3 separate regions of the Zea mays genome follow, and all the other regions are linked to region 1. The links are chromatin contacts, called in public Hi-C maps. All regions are on one chromosome and are shown on one strand. Each heading gives the region's core, a stretch centred on a gene start, on an enhancer-like site or on the middle of the called end of the contact. The rest is flanking DNA. Distances are from core to core; before and after follow the strand shown.

Region 1 (4,572 bases), core at 564-3,063:
GTGCCATAGACGGTCACGTCAAAGGCGAGGTTAGCAAGAAACGAGCAGTTGAAGTTTGCAGTCTTGCCATCTGCCCAGTACAAGGTCGCACCGCAAGCAAGGAGCACGCCAGCCTGGTTCTTGACAGGATGGCGGTGAGCGATCACGGTCTCAGGCAGCTCATAGTCAACAGCCCACAGGATTGAGCGGATGCAGTACCATCCAACATCACCGAGGACACCCAAGGCGTCAAGGTCTGGCTTTACCCTGATGTCATTCTTGAGGAATTCCTCGGATGCCCGAAAGCTGCACATACTGTTTATCTGTAGTGGAGAAAGAAAAAGGCATGGCCTTAATTAGCCAATAAAGTTCTGCCAGTTGTCCATATGCAGTGGAAACAAACATTTCATCATTCTTTAGTACATTATTAAGGCTATGAAGAACACATTAACCTACAGCATTCCATATGCACTTCCTGAATCACATACTACAATACTAGTATGTGCAGAACCACAATGTCTATGCTTGTTTTCAGTGGTTCTGGAAAAAAAATCTGTGTTGAAAAACCAAGAATCATATTGATGTTACTATTTTTTTTCTGGGTCAATTTGAGCTGGAATGATATAGCCAAACTTCAAGAGTTTCAATGGAATAGATCAAGAATCACATTGCAAAATCAGATCAAGTCAAATCATGCAATTGAAACTTTGTGAAAAAGTTCAAAGTGAACAGCTATAACAGAACAAAATGTCTTCCAGAGTTTCAATGGATCGTTATGAAAGATGGTGATTCATTTTGTGTTAAGAACAATGGTGGTTCATTATGGTAAAAAAGTATATGCTGGTTCAATGAGAAAACTTTCAACCCCAACAAAGTTTGAATATTTCGATTCCTGTCATTATATCACAGGCATCCAAACTAAAAAAACTGCAGTGACACCAAACCCCTGTTCCCACCACTTCTGATAAATACCAGCCACGGAATTAAGGCAAAACAACAATTTTGGTTGATAAGCAAACACTCAGTCACCAAGATGGGAAGAAGAGTCAATCTTTTTTTTCCCTCTCTAGAGATCCATTTCTTGGTCTTTCATACTGGTATAATAAATAAGGAAAAGGATCTAGGCATTTCCAGATTCCACCGAACATCAGCAACGAAAAAGCCATTCCAAGATCTCACCACTCTGACGTCGCCAAAGGCGTCCTTGTCGCTGACGATCTCCCGCATCTTGGCGGTGCGCGGGTTGTGGATCCACATGGTGGTGTCCATGAACTGGACCCCGGAGGCGTCGCAGGCGCCGAGGATGGCGTCGAGTTCGGCAGTGCAGAGCGCGGTGGGCTTCTCGAGGAGCAGGTGCTTGCCACGCGCAGCGACGGCTGTGGCCCAGGGCACGTGGAGACTGGTGGGGAGCGGGAGGTACACGGCCTCCACGTCCGGGTCCTCTAGGAGAGACTCGTAGGACCCGTGGACGCGCGCCGCGGGGAAGCCGATTTCGGAGATGAAGCGGCGGGCCTTGTCATCGGAGCGACTGCCTACGGCGGCGATGGTGGCGGCGCCCGGAGGGAGCATCAGCATTGCGCGCGAGATCTTACGCGCAATGTCAGCGCATCCCAGGACGCCGAAGCGCACCGCGCGCGGCGGCGGCGGCTGCACCGGCGCTGCAGGGGACGACATTGGCGGCGGCGTCGTTGGTTGGCCTCGGTTCCGACCGGTGTGTGGAGTGATGGATCGCCTGCGTCAGTTATTTGTTGTGTGTGGTAGTTCAGCTTTCGGGTTCAGGATAATCATGTCAGGGCTCCAGTGCTCCACATACATACAGGAGGCGGCATGGGGGCGAGGAGGCCCAGGAAGAGCTCACGGCAACAGCCTAGGAACCTGCCATTGCGTAGCCCAGAACAGGTAGAAGGCATGCGATTAGAGCCCACTGGAGATTGAGTAGAAGGCGAGGAGAAAAAAAAACACACACCATGGACTTCACCTTCTTTGCCTCTATGCCCTTGGTACCTGACGCCCAACCAGGCACTGTGCGCCTGTGTGTTACCGTAAAGCCCCAACCCTCTAGTTTTCTATTCAGGCCCGGTTCGTTTGCACAGGAATACACCATAAATTATTCCAGATAATCAAAATTTATATAAATTAGAGAAACAATTTGGATATGAATTGTTCCAGGTCTCCATTCTGAAGTAACCGAACGGCCCCTCAACAAGACCGGTGCAAATGGTTGCTACTTGCTACTATCATCCGATCATGTGGTCTACCAAACGGTCCGCCATAGTGCCAGCATCAGTAGGTACATGCACGCGGTCGACAACGCCATCGATCGGTCGGTAGGATCGCTACCGGCCGCATTGGAGCCACGAGTAGTCGGTATAGATCGGTTAGTATCACCCTCCACGATCCGTAGGCACAGATAGTTGCCACGTGGTGATTTCTGTTTGGTTCGTTCCATTTTTAATTAATTTTTTTAAAAAAATTGAACCTGGTCTATAAATAAAGGAGAACCTTTTGAACTTATACAACCCTCACTTTAAATTTATATATCACCCTACACATTCTTCTTTTGCAGTCATTTCGTTTGAAACAACCGTTGTCTCGATGTCTTCGTCTGTCTCCGACCTCAACATGATTGAAGAAAGAATTCTTCGAGTTGTTATCGAAAGAATAATGCAGCGGAGGCAACAAAGCTTGACACTTAGTCTTCCATGTCTAGCAGGCGACCGAAGCGACGTCGTAGGTACATCGACCGAAACTATGAAGCTACCCACGAGGCCATGACCGGTTGATGCACGACTACTTCACCGACCCATGCGTTTATCCATCGCTCTACTTTCGTCGAAGTTACTGCATCAAAGAAGCCTCTTCCTTCACATCTTGGAGAGGTTGGATGAGCACTCCTACTTCACTCATTGAACCAACACAGTCAACCGCAACAGATTCTCCCCCCATTAGAAATGCATAGCTAACCTACTTATGTTTGCATACGGTAGCGTTGCTGACTCCATCGATGAGTACATCAAAATGGGGAAAAGCTCTACCTTATAGTGTTTCAAACTTTTTTGTAGAGTTGTTATCGAATATTTTGGGCCGCAGTACATATGTCGTCCCACTGTTGATGACATTACGCGTCTATTAGTTTAGGGGGAAGGGGGTTTTCTAATATGATAGGGAGTATAGATTTTATGCATTGAAAGTGGAGGAATTGTCCCATTGGATCGAGAGGACAGTTCACAAGAGGGGACACTGGATCTCCGACTATCATGCTCAAGGTTGTTGCAAGTATGACTTGTGGATCTGACATGCTTTTTTGGGTGGCAAGATCAAACAATGATGTGAATGTGGTCAAGCAATCACCGTTGTTCACTAACGTGCTTAAAGGTGGAAGCACCAAATGTGAACTTCACAATGAGTGGTCATAGAGTACAACTAGGGACACTACCTAACTAGTGGCATATACCCTTGGTGATCGGTGTTAGTGAAGACCATTCCACTCCCACAGACTCCAAAGTAGCAAAAGTTTGTTGTGTGCTAGGAGGGGCATGGAAGGACGTGGAGAGAGCATTTGGGGTGCTCAACACTCAATTTCATATTGCCCCTCACATGGAAGGACGTGGAGGGCACGATGGGTTACCACAGTCTTTACCGCCCCCTCGGGCGCCAAGTACAAGTATGTTGTTCGCCTCAACTTCACCTTAGACTCCGACAAATGCACCAACAACATAGCAGAGTCTGAAAGTCGTTATTCTTGGCCTTCGCAAGCTCAGAGCCCTTAGAGTCAGAACCTGCATAGTGAAGACCGACTCGAAGATTGTGGTTGTTCAAGTAGAAAAGGAATGTACTGCCTAGAGCCAGTGTTGCTTCAGTATCTGACAGACATGTGAAGCCTTGAAAAATAGTTTTGCGGCCTCACAATCACATCAAGCAGGGAAAAATGAAGAGGTTGATATGTTGATGAAAACAGTAACAAGAGGTGAGCCCCTACCATCAGTTGTATTCTACGAGGTCACAGAAATACCCTTTATCGGGCAACCAAACGAAGGCCACAAGACAGTCATCATCATAATGCACAAAGGCTGGAGGGCGCCAATAATGTTATATTTGCAAGGGCATTACAACCCTATCAATAAGTTTGAAGCATCCAGACTCAAGTACAGAAGTCACGACTACACAATAATCTATGGAAACCTGTACAAGAAAGGCATCAGTTAGTGAAAGGGACATGGGCTTTTAGACATTTCTATATTGGTTTTGGTGTTTAATTATCATCACAATCTTATGGACTAACTATTTGCTAACTATATGAATGCAGGTTCATAAGATTGAAATTGAAGAATTCAGTATGAACAATAGTTTCAAAGAAGGCTAGAACGACCCAATTTGGAAAAGATGAACTATGAGTGGTTCATATGTTTGGATAAGTTCTAAATGCCATTAGGAATATATTTGAGTACCTTAGGAATATATTTGTACTGATGGTTTTCTTAATGAACCACCAATAGAAATCATTTTAAATTATTTTTTTGAGTTTTCAAATGACCTCATATGAAAAAACAACCAAAATAAAAGTTGTAGATCTTTAAAAGTTATAAAACTTTA
Region 2 (4,572 bases), core at 993-3,492, 490 kb before region 1:
GCTATCAGCCTACCAGCCGCCGATTGGTGCCGCCGCCACGAGGTCTGTGGCCGCCGTTCATTGATTGGAGCCACCGCCTGATGAGCCGTGGGCTCGTGGCTGCTGCCGCAGTCGATCTGTGGTCATCAGTTGCCCATTGGAGTTGCCGCCCGATGATTGGTGGGTCTGTAGCTGCCGCTGCCAGACTGTGGGTTTGTGGCCATTGTCGTCGATCCGTGTCACAGTGCCGCCCATCGATCCACAGGTCGACGTCGGTGTGTTTTGTGGCTGGCTGCACATCTTTGCCACAAATCAATTTGTAGGTCTGTGTTCTTATCTTCCCTTCTTGCTTATCAAACTCCTTGCTTCTCAATCTGTTGACTGCTACAACTCCGGTCTTGTTAGATCCCATGGCAGCGACCAGCGAGTTCAAATGCTTATGCTTCTGCATCTACTGAGGCCAGTGGCAGCAAAGGTAGTTTTCACGTCGCTAATAATCCTGCTATTTATTTTTATTTATAATATATATTTACGTATCGTTGTATCGGTGTTTTTTTATAAATGGTGTATCGGGGTATCGACGTATCGCGTATCCCGTATCCGTATCCCCATGTCAGGGTAACATAGCCTCCAGGTCCCGGTTTGATCTCCCTCAGGGCGAATTTCTGGTTTGGTTACAAAAATCTCCTCGATGTGCCCCGTCCGCTCCTGGAGTCCTGGGTTACGTCCTACGTGCCACCCTCCGGCTGGGCCATTGTAGAGTGGGCGATGACAGCCCGCTAGTGATGGTGGGTCAGGGTTCGGGGATTGTCTCGACCGGAACCATGTTTCGGTCTATTCTTGATATAATACCGGGAGGACGGTCTTTCCCTCCCCGGCCGAGTTTTTCTTACAATTGATTAATTCATTTATTTATGATAATTCATTAATCTTGCTGTGAGAGCTGATTAAATGCTCTTTTTCAGAAACTGATCGAGAACAGCTACGGCTTTCCAGGTTATCTGAACTAAGCTGCAACACTGGCTTGGTGCATGTATAACTGAAACGCAGGCCGAAAAAAAGATTTATTGTAAGGTATTTTTTGCTCCCTTGTCGACAAATATTACATCTTATTTTACCAAGGAATGATTGCTATCTTCTCTCATATAATTTGATCCAGGTGGCAACATTGCATTCAATTGCTGTATCATGTGCAAGCTTCATGTTCATGTTACTGATTTGGTTTTGCTACCTAGTTCTTGATTGCTCTTGCCATTTGTTGCAGATGAGCTCACTTGATCTGTTTTTTTATAACTGCAGCAGCTCCAGGGATGCATAATCAGTTGAATTACTGGTTATGCCTTCTCTACCATGGTCTCTGTGTTGCAGCTCCCAGGGATGCATAATAAAGGAATCACCTGTTGGCATTCGAAGGATGGTGTTGATATTGTCGCAATTTCTGTTTTTACATCCTCAGGTGGACTGAGGATATTACAGTCAGGAGCTTAATCTTAAGAGTCATGCTGGTTTAGCTATTCAAACTCTTGCTTTTCTATCTTATAATTTGTTCTTGGTGGTTTGGGACTTTTGGGATGTGTTCTATTTTTGGCAATGAATGGTTTGGATCAAATGATCCAGATTTATTGTGGGCATACGTCAGGCAAGGTTTCTAATTTAATGTTTTGCAACAGCTTTCTTTGTTCAGTGTTACATTCTCGCTCCTTACCTCCGATGATCACAAACTAAGTGGCACTCTGCTCGAATAGAATGGCTCAACGGACCTGGAGGAGCGCGGCGACGCCGGACTCAACGTGGGTTAGGTTAACGAGCAGCATGACGAGTCTGCGCGCGAGAGCTGGCTGCTCCCCGCCTCGCTTGGCCACGACGTCCATGGCGGCATCGACGGCCCCGAGCGCGACAAGGCGCGCTGCGAGGGCCGCGTCCTGGCTGAGGTTGACGAGCGAGTCCGCCGCGGCCTCTCCCGAGCCACTTCCGCCCGCGGAGGCCAGCAGGCGGAGCAACGCCGGAAGGGCGCTATCGGCGCGCGCCGTGAGCGCCCGGAGGCCGTCCTCCCCACCCGTCAGCCCGCGCACGATGTCCGCCGCCGCGCCCCGCACCTGGGGGTTGCGGTCGGAGAGGAAGCCGATCAGCTCGTCGAGCTCGTCGGCCATGGCGCGGCGGCGGCGGCGGCAGGGTTTAGTAGGCCTTCTGGTCGTGTTCGGGGTATTCTTCTTTTTTTTTTGGCTGATACTACAATACACAGACACAGCGGGATGAATGGATTTGTTAGGCTGCTGCCAACGCTCCCAGTGGTAATGGCCTTAGTGTGCGTTCTCCGGTATTTCTAGTTGGCTAGTTTATTTCTAAACTAAAACATGGCAAATGAAAAAGAACGGAAAGAATGTCTAATTAAAGTTGCATCTAAACAAATATCTAATTTTATCAGTTATCTATCACGTTATAAATATTAGTCGGTTACCCGTGCGTTACGACGGATCACAACAATACCCACGTAAATTATCCAACAAAAAAATCTCCAGATTTTTTATTAATTGTCTTCGTTCTTCGCATAATATTTTTTATGAACGCACGGGTAACATAGGCAGCAAATCAGAGATCTCTATCCCTCGTCTCCTCCACTTCCAAGGTTTCGTAGAGCAGGAGGGGAAGGGAAGAGGCAGACATACTTGTTCGTTGCCGGAGAAAGACACGACAAAGACCTGGGCATCTGGAGATGATATAGGTAGTATACCGCTAGATATATAGGGAGAGAGCAAGCAAGCGGAGAAAGAAGCTCAGCCAGAACCCTTGGGCTACCAACCTCGCCTTATTTCTCACTACCAACTCATCCTCACTCTCTTTGTTTTTGAAAACCCATTTTGTACCTATGGGATGGCCGTTTGAAGGAGGTGGTACCAAAACCCAAACCTGATTTCACTCAAAATTTTCAAGCTTCTCATGCATAGCATTGACCAAGCGAGGATCGGATAGAGCGTGTCCAACATCCTGGGGCTCAAAAGTTGCAACAAAAGCTGAGTGAGCAAAGTGGGACATCTGCTGATACCTAGAGCGAGTGACTCGCTCATCAATCTCACCAATCATCTATTAAGGAGGGTGATCGTGTTGAATGTGCCGTGGAGTCGTCCTCGAAGAGGTAGCCTCCCCCTCAACAACAGCCTCAACTCCTCCAGTCTCAGCAGGAGCTGGCTCGAGCTGACCCTAAGTGGTGGAAGAAGTGGGGTCGGGTCCATTAGTCGAAGTCGTGGAAGCAGGCTCAACTAGGGCAACTGGTTGAGTCGGCTTGGGATCACCTGAATCGGCGTCGTCATGCTTCTCCTCCACAAAGATGGTCTGTCCCATCCGATCTGGACCTGCAAGCTCAAAGACAGGGGATGGACAAGGTGCAATCTCATCGAATGTTACCTCATAAGTCTCCATAATGCGGTTAGTCTCCAGGTTAAGAACACGATAAGCACGAGAATGTAATACATAACCCAGGAAAACCCCATCAGAAGACCGAGACTCAAATTTGTCTGAATTGCCCTGTTTCAGCACAAAGCATATGCAGCCAAACACCCTGAAATGACTAACGTTGGGTGGCCATCCAAACCACAACTCATATGAAGTCTTGTTCAAGAAAGTTCAAAGAAAAATGTGGTTCGACACATGGCAGATAATGTTGATCTCTTTGGCCCAAAAATGCCTAGGAGCCCTATGCTCATCAAGCATCGTCCTAGCCATATCAACAAGAGTCCGATTTTTGCGTTCAACAATGTCATTCTGCTGAGGCACATACAAAGATGAAAACTAATACTCAAGTCCCAAAGAAGCACAAAAGGTCTCAAAATGAGTAATTTTTAATTATGTATCCCATTGTCACTACGTATAGCTCTCATGGCATTCTTGGGAAACTCATTTTGCAACCTAATAATCAAATCATGAGCATGAGTGAAAGCATCATCCTTCGCCTTCATGAAGAACACCCAAGAATAGCGAGAAAAATCGTCAACGACCACAAGCACATACCACATCCCCCCCCCGAAAGAGCAAACCCGAGCTGGACCAACAGTGTACATATGAAGCAATTTGCTGGGTTGTGAGTTCATCACCTTGGTGACCGGGGAATGGGAAGCAACAACCATCTTGTCATGACAATAAGGGTGATAGACAAGATCTTTCTCAAATTTCAACATGGGCAATCCTTGGATCAAGCCAAGTGAGCTCAGCCTACATAAAAGATCAAAGCTCAAGTGTCTTAGTATCCCATGCCACTTCCAAATCAAAGAAGAGGATCCTGCTAGCAAGCATCAAGAAGGACCATAAGAATGTCAAAAATCAGCACTTAAAACTCGACCAAAAGGGAAAATCTGACAAACAAGATCCCCCTGGGCATCCAAAACCTGAGACAAGCCCTTTTTAAAAGCGCACTTCATAGTCATCCTCAAGGAGTTGCGAAACAAAAAGCAGATTGAAATGAAAATTTGAAACCAAAGCAACATCCTTGAGAATAAAACTCTCGTTCACTCGAATGGAGCCATGAGAGATTACATTACCTCTCGAGTTATCCCCGAATGTGATGTATTCTTTACCAATCACGGGATCGAGACTGGAGAA
Region 3 (4,572 bases), core at 974-3,473, 260 kb before region 1:
TCGTTCATAGTAGATCGATCCATACGAGTAAAAGAAAAGCAGAAAAATAAGAGGTAGAATTTGCAAGGTTCAAGTGCGGACGAAATAACCTGGCACTCACATGGTACCATAACCATATTATATAGTATAATCCTATACACAACAATATCACCACTGCCTCACAAATGTAATCACCTATATATAATATACTTCATTCGTTCTTTTTTATTTGTCGTGTTTTAGTTCAAAACTGAACTAGAACGACAAATATTCGAGAACGAAGATAGTTAAACAGATGTCCAAGAAGAAGGCAAGAAGGATGGAGATAATAGAAAAAGACAGAGAGAGACTTACTGCTCAACTCCTCAATCTACCTTGACTGACATATCCATCATCTCCGTACGTCCTGATTGGATCGTCTCACCACCTCACATATCCCAGCTGCTTCTTTGATCAACAACGCATCGGCAACGTACGTCGTCGGCGGCGATCTCGCGATCTGGCGCATAGCTTGATGCGATGCCAAGAGGAAATGACCGGCCGGAGAGGCATGTCGGTCGGTCGACGTGCTGTTGGATCCATGGAACAAAATCTGCGTCGCCCGATGCGAGGTCATAGCAGGCAGCGTAGTGCACCGTACGAGACGAATTGAAGGATTAATTTGTTCACTGGAAGGCGTGGTGGCCGTCGGCCCACGGCCAGAACGGAGGCTGCTCGTCGGCGGCGGCACCGCACAGCAGGCTTCCAAAGGTGCCGCCTCCGCCTCCGCCACCGCCCGCAGTAGCGGCGGCGCCGTGGCCGGGCTCCATCTTGGGCGCCGGGGACGGGTGGCCGCCGCTGTGCAGGAGCTGGAGCTGGTCGACGTCGTCGGCGCGGGCGCAGGCGTAGAACGGGATGCCGCGGTAGCTGTCCATGGCGGCGGGGCTCTCGTCGGCGGCCCGAGGCGGCCTGGAGATGTCGAGGTTGATCTCGGAGCTGTTCTCGTCGCTGCTGCGGTTGCTGCAGGACGCCTCCGTCTCCTTGACGTTGAGGTTGATGAGCTCCGACGCCGCCTCCTGCCTCCCTCCTCCGCCTCCCTTGAGCGCCATGATCTGCACGCGATGGACAGGATCGACGGGACCGGTGATTATTGGTAGATCGAGTGGTTAATCATGCTGCATGGCACCGGCACCGGCACGGCGGCACCACCACCACATCACAGACGATGAGACGAGAGAAAAGGAGAGAGGCCATGCATGCATGGGTGGCCGACAGCAGGCGCAGGCCGGCACCCATCCCGACATGCGCACTTTATGCAGAGTCGACGCCCATGGATGGATCCTATTCCTATCTACGATCCTCTAGCTTGCTATGCTATGGTATAACTTGAATTCTCCGATCCAGATGCATGGATTTTAGTTGTGGCCTGGGTCGTAGTCGTAGATCCTGATGCGCATGGCGATGGCATTGTTACTCGTTACTGCTACATCATAGTACACACCTCTGTCTGGAGCTTCTTGTTGTGGGAGAGGAGGGCGTCGTTCTCGGCGCGGGCGGCGTCCAGCTGGCGGCGCAGCGCGTCGTAGTCCTTCTCCAGCTGCTTGGTCTTCCACCGGGCGCGGCGGTTCTGGAACCAGATGGCCACCTGGCGGGGCTGCAGCCCCAGCGCGCGGGCCAGCTGCGCCTTGCGCTCCGGCTCCAGCTTGTTGGCCACCTCGAAGCTGCGCTCCAGCGTGCGCACCTGCTCCACGCTCAGCCGCCGCTTCCGCTCGCCGCACGCCGCCGCGGCGGACCCCTCCTCGTCGTCCGACGCGCCGCCGCCGCAGTCCTGCTGGTGCTGCTTGGGCTCCGCGTGCAGGTGGCCGCTGCCGTCGTCACACATGCCGTCAGGGTACATGCGCTTAATGCCGGTGGCCAGCATTGGAGGCGGCGGCGCGGTCATGGCGCCGCCGAAGTCGTGGAGGAAGGGGCTGACGAGCGCCGGGGGAGGGGGAGCCAGGAGGTGGTCGTGGCCCTCATGGTGCTGGTGCTGGTGGTGCGCCTGCTGCTCCTGCTGCATTTGGAGGAGGAAGTTGGCGGCGAAGAAGGAGGGGGCCATGCCATTGGTTGCCATTGGCTTCATCGCAGGAGCGAGAGGAACATGGGGAGGGAGTATATCGATCTTCCTTCCCACACCACAGATTGACACGGGGAAAGAGAGAGAGAGGGGATGGAGCTGCTAGAGGTTGGTTGGGACTTGGGAGCTAGCGAGAGTCTTGTGTGTGTGTGACAGAGAGGCAGAGCTGGAAGAAACTGAAAGAGTCCGGGAGCTGCTAATATAATGCAAATTAGCAACATTATATATATTTATTGAACAGATATTTTTGTGGAGTGGAAGAAAAGAACACTAGACACAGGGAGATGGAAAGGGAATTGGAGAGTGAAGGCCGTTCAAATTACAACCGGCTAATGTTACCGGAATCTGCTAAAGGAACCTTTGTACCAACCACGTACTACCACTGTTGTTGCATATATACTGTACCACGAACATTTCCAGCACTCAACGCTAGCTGCGCGCGTACAGAGAATTGAAACTGCCTACTGTGTGTGTCTATATATATATATATATATATATATATATATATATATATATATATATATATATATAATTGAGTTACTTCACAACGACAACACTACTTTGCATGGCAGCATTATTTATACATAAAGTCAAAAACAAGACTCAAACCATAAAAACCGGTTGTTTGACTATTGCAGATATAATTTATAGAGACAAAAATATTATAGAAGCAGCAGAAACTGATACAAATTAAAGTCAGACGAACAAACAAAACATACACATGCAAAGGCTGGCTTGTCGCAGTTTTCATGTCATGGTAATCCTTGCACTACCAAAATCCGGCTCTTTGTTGATTGCTCGACACTTTACCAAGTACCACTCAGCAAAGCATTCTTTGTCGAGTATCACTCTCGGCGAAATAAGACTCTCGGCAACGACATCGTTTACCGAGAGTGAGACACTCGACATAGATAGACTCTCGGCAAAGCCCCCTTTGCCGAGTGTCAAACTCTCGGCGAAACACGATGCTCGGCAAAGGGTCGTCAGCAGCCGTCTATAGCTGACGACCGTTAACTTTGCCGAGCGCCAGACTTTGGCACTCAGCAAAATAACTTCTTTGCCGAGTGTCTTCTTTGACACTCGACAAAAGTATAATTTTATTATTATTTTTCTTTTTCTCACTAAACTTTTTGTGGTGTGTTCCTACACTATGTAGACCTACATGTTCGATTTTGGCACAATTATAAAAGTGTTTGCTATAACTATTAGATTTTGTTCTTTTAATTGAATTTTCTCGGATAATTCAGATTTGAACTGCAAGTCGCTCGAAAGATGAAAAACCGTGAATGCAAAAATGATATTCATGTTACTTAGCACAAGTTACGACCTATTTCTGGAGCAGACCAGAAATTTCGAGCCCCATGCACACGAAACAAAACCGTTAACTTATCATCCAATTGTTTTAAAATACTGGTAAAGGGGTCCACTTGTGCTCCCCGTTGCCGAGAGCTAGTCCAGCTGGCACTCGGCAAAGGAACTGGCAAAGGCTTTGTCGGGGACCATAATTAGGGGTACCCTCAAGACGCCTAATTCTCAGCTGGTAACCCCCATCAGCATAAAGCTGCAGAGGCCTGATGGGTGCGATTAAGTCAGGGATCAGTCCATACGAGTGACTCGATCACGCTTCACCCGAGCCTAGCCTCGGACTCGGGCAGCCGACCTCGAGGGACTTCCGTCTCGCCCGAGGCCCCCCTTTTAACGGCGGACACATCTCCGGCTCGCCCGAGGCCTTGGCTTTGCTAAGAAGCAACCCTGACTAAATCGCCGCACCGACTGACCGAGTTGCAGGGGCATTTAACGCAAAGGTGGCCTGACACCTCTATCCTGACACGCGCCCCCCGGCAGAGCCGAAGTGACCGCCGTCACTCCACTGCTCCACTGACCGGTCTGACAGAAGGACAGCGCCGCCTGCGCCACTCCGACTGCAGTGCCACTCGACAGAGTGAGTCTGACAGGCAGTCAGGCCTCGCCAGGGGCGCCATAGGAAACTCCGCTCCGCCCGACCCTAGGGCTCGGACTCGGGCTAAGACCCGGAAGACGGCGAACTCCGCTCCGCCCGACCCCAGGGCTCGGACTCGGGCTAAGACCCGGAAGACGGCGAACTCCGCTCCGCCCGACCCCAGGGCTCGGACTCGGGCTAAGACCCGGAAGACGGCGAACTCCGCTCCGCCCGACCCCAGGGCTCGGACTCGGGCTAAGACCCGGAAGACGGCGAACTCCGCTCCGCCCGACCCCAGGGCTCGGACTCGGGCTCGACCCCGGAAGACGGCGAACTCCGCTCCGCCCGAACCCAGGGCTCGGACTCGGGCTAGGACCCGGAAGACGGCGAACTCTGCTCCGCCCGAACCCAGGGCTCGGACTCGGGCTAAGACCCGGAAGATGGCGAACTCCGCTCCGCCCGACCCCAGGGCTCGGACTCGGGCTCGGCCCCGGAAGATGACGAACTCCGCCTCGCCCGACCCCAGGGCTCGGACTCCGCCCTGGCCTCTGCCGAACGA

The links. Hi-C and Micro-C count contacts between places; a contact is called where the count stands out from the background.
Region 2: a Hi-C map of ear shows a contact between it and region 1, with 3 times the contacts expected there. The contact joins the promoter of LOC100283412 here to the promoter of LOC100284679 in region 1. A contact is called at or near these places in 2 of 25 Hi-C or Micro-C datasets (bundle sheath and ear).
Region 3: a Hi-C map of endosperm shows a contact between it and region 1, with 4 times the contacts expected there. The contact joins the promoter of LOC103626227 here to the promoter of LOC100284679 in region 1. A contact is called at or near these places in 9 of 25 Hi-C or Micro-C datasets (bundle sheath, ear, endosperm and 4 more).

The regions. Positions count from the first base shown.
Region 1 is chr5:36,724,180-36,728,751 of Zm-B73-REFERENCE-NAM-5.0, forward strand. It overlaps LOC100284679 (oxidoreductase), which reads right to left and starts at 1,814. Exons shown (of 2, transcript NM_001157574.2): 1 at 1,159-1,814; 2 at 1-302. The coding sequence starts at 1,653.
Region 2 is chr5:36,236,771-36,241,342 of Zm-B73-REFERENCE-NAM-5.0, forward strand. It overlaps LOC100283412, which reads right to left and starts at 2,243. Exons shown (of 7, transcript NM_001156313.1): 1 at 1,740-2,243. The coding sequence starts at 2,129.
Region 3 is chr5:36,464,278-36,468,849 of Zm-B73-REFERENCE-NAM-5.0, forward strand. LOC103626227 (homeobox-leucine zipper protein HOX23) reads right to left here and starts at 2,224. Exons shown (of 2, transcript NM_001352895.1): 1 at 1,460-2,224; 2 at 155-1,070. The coding sequence starts at 2,080. The coding sequence ends at 645. It also overlaps the pseudogene LOC118472000.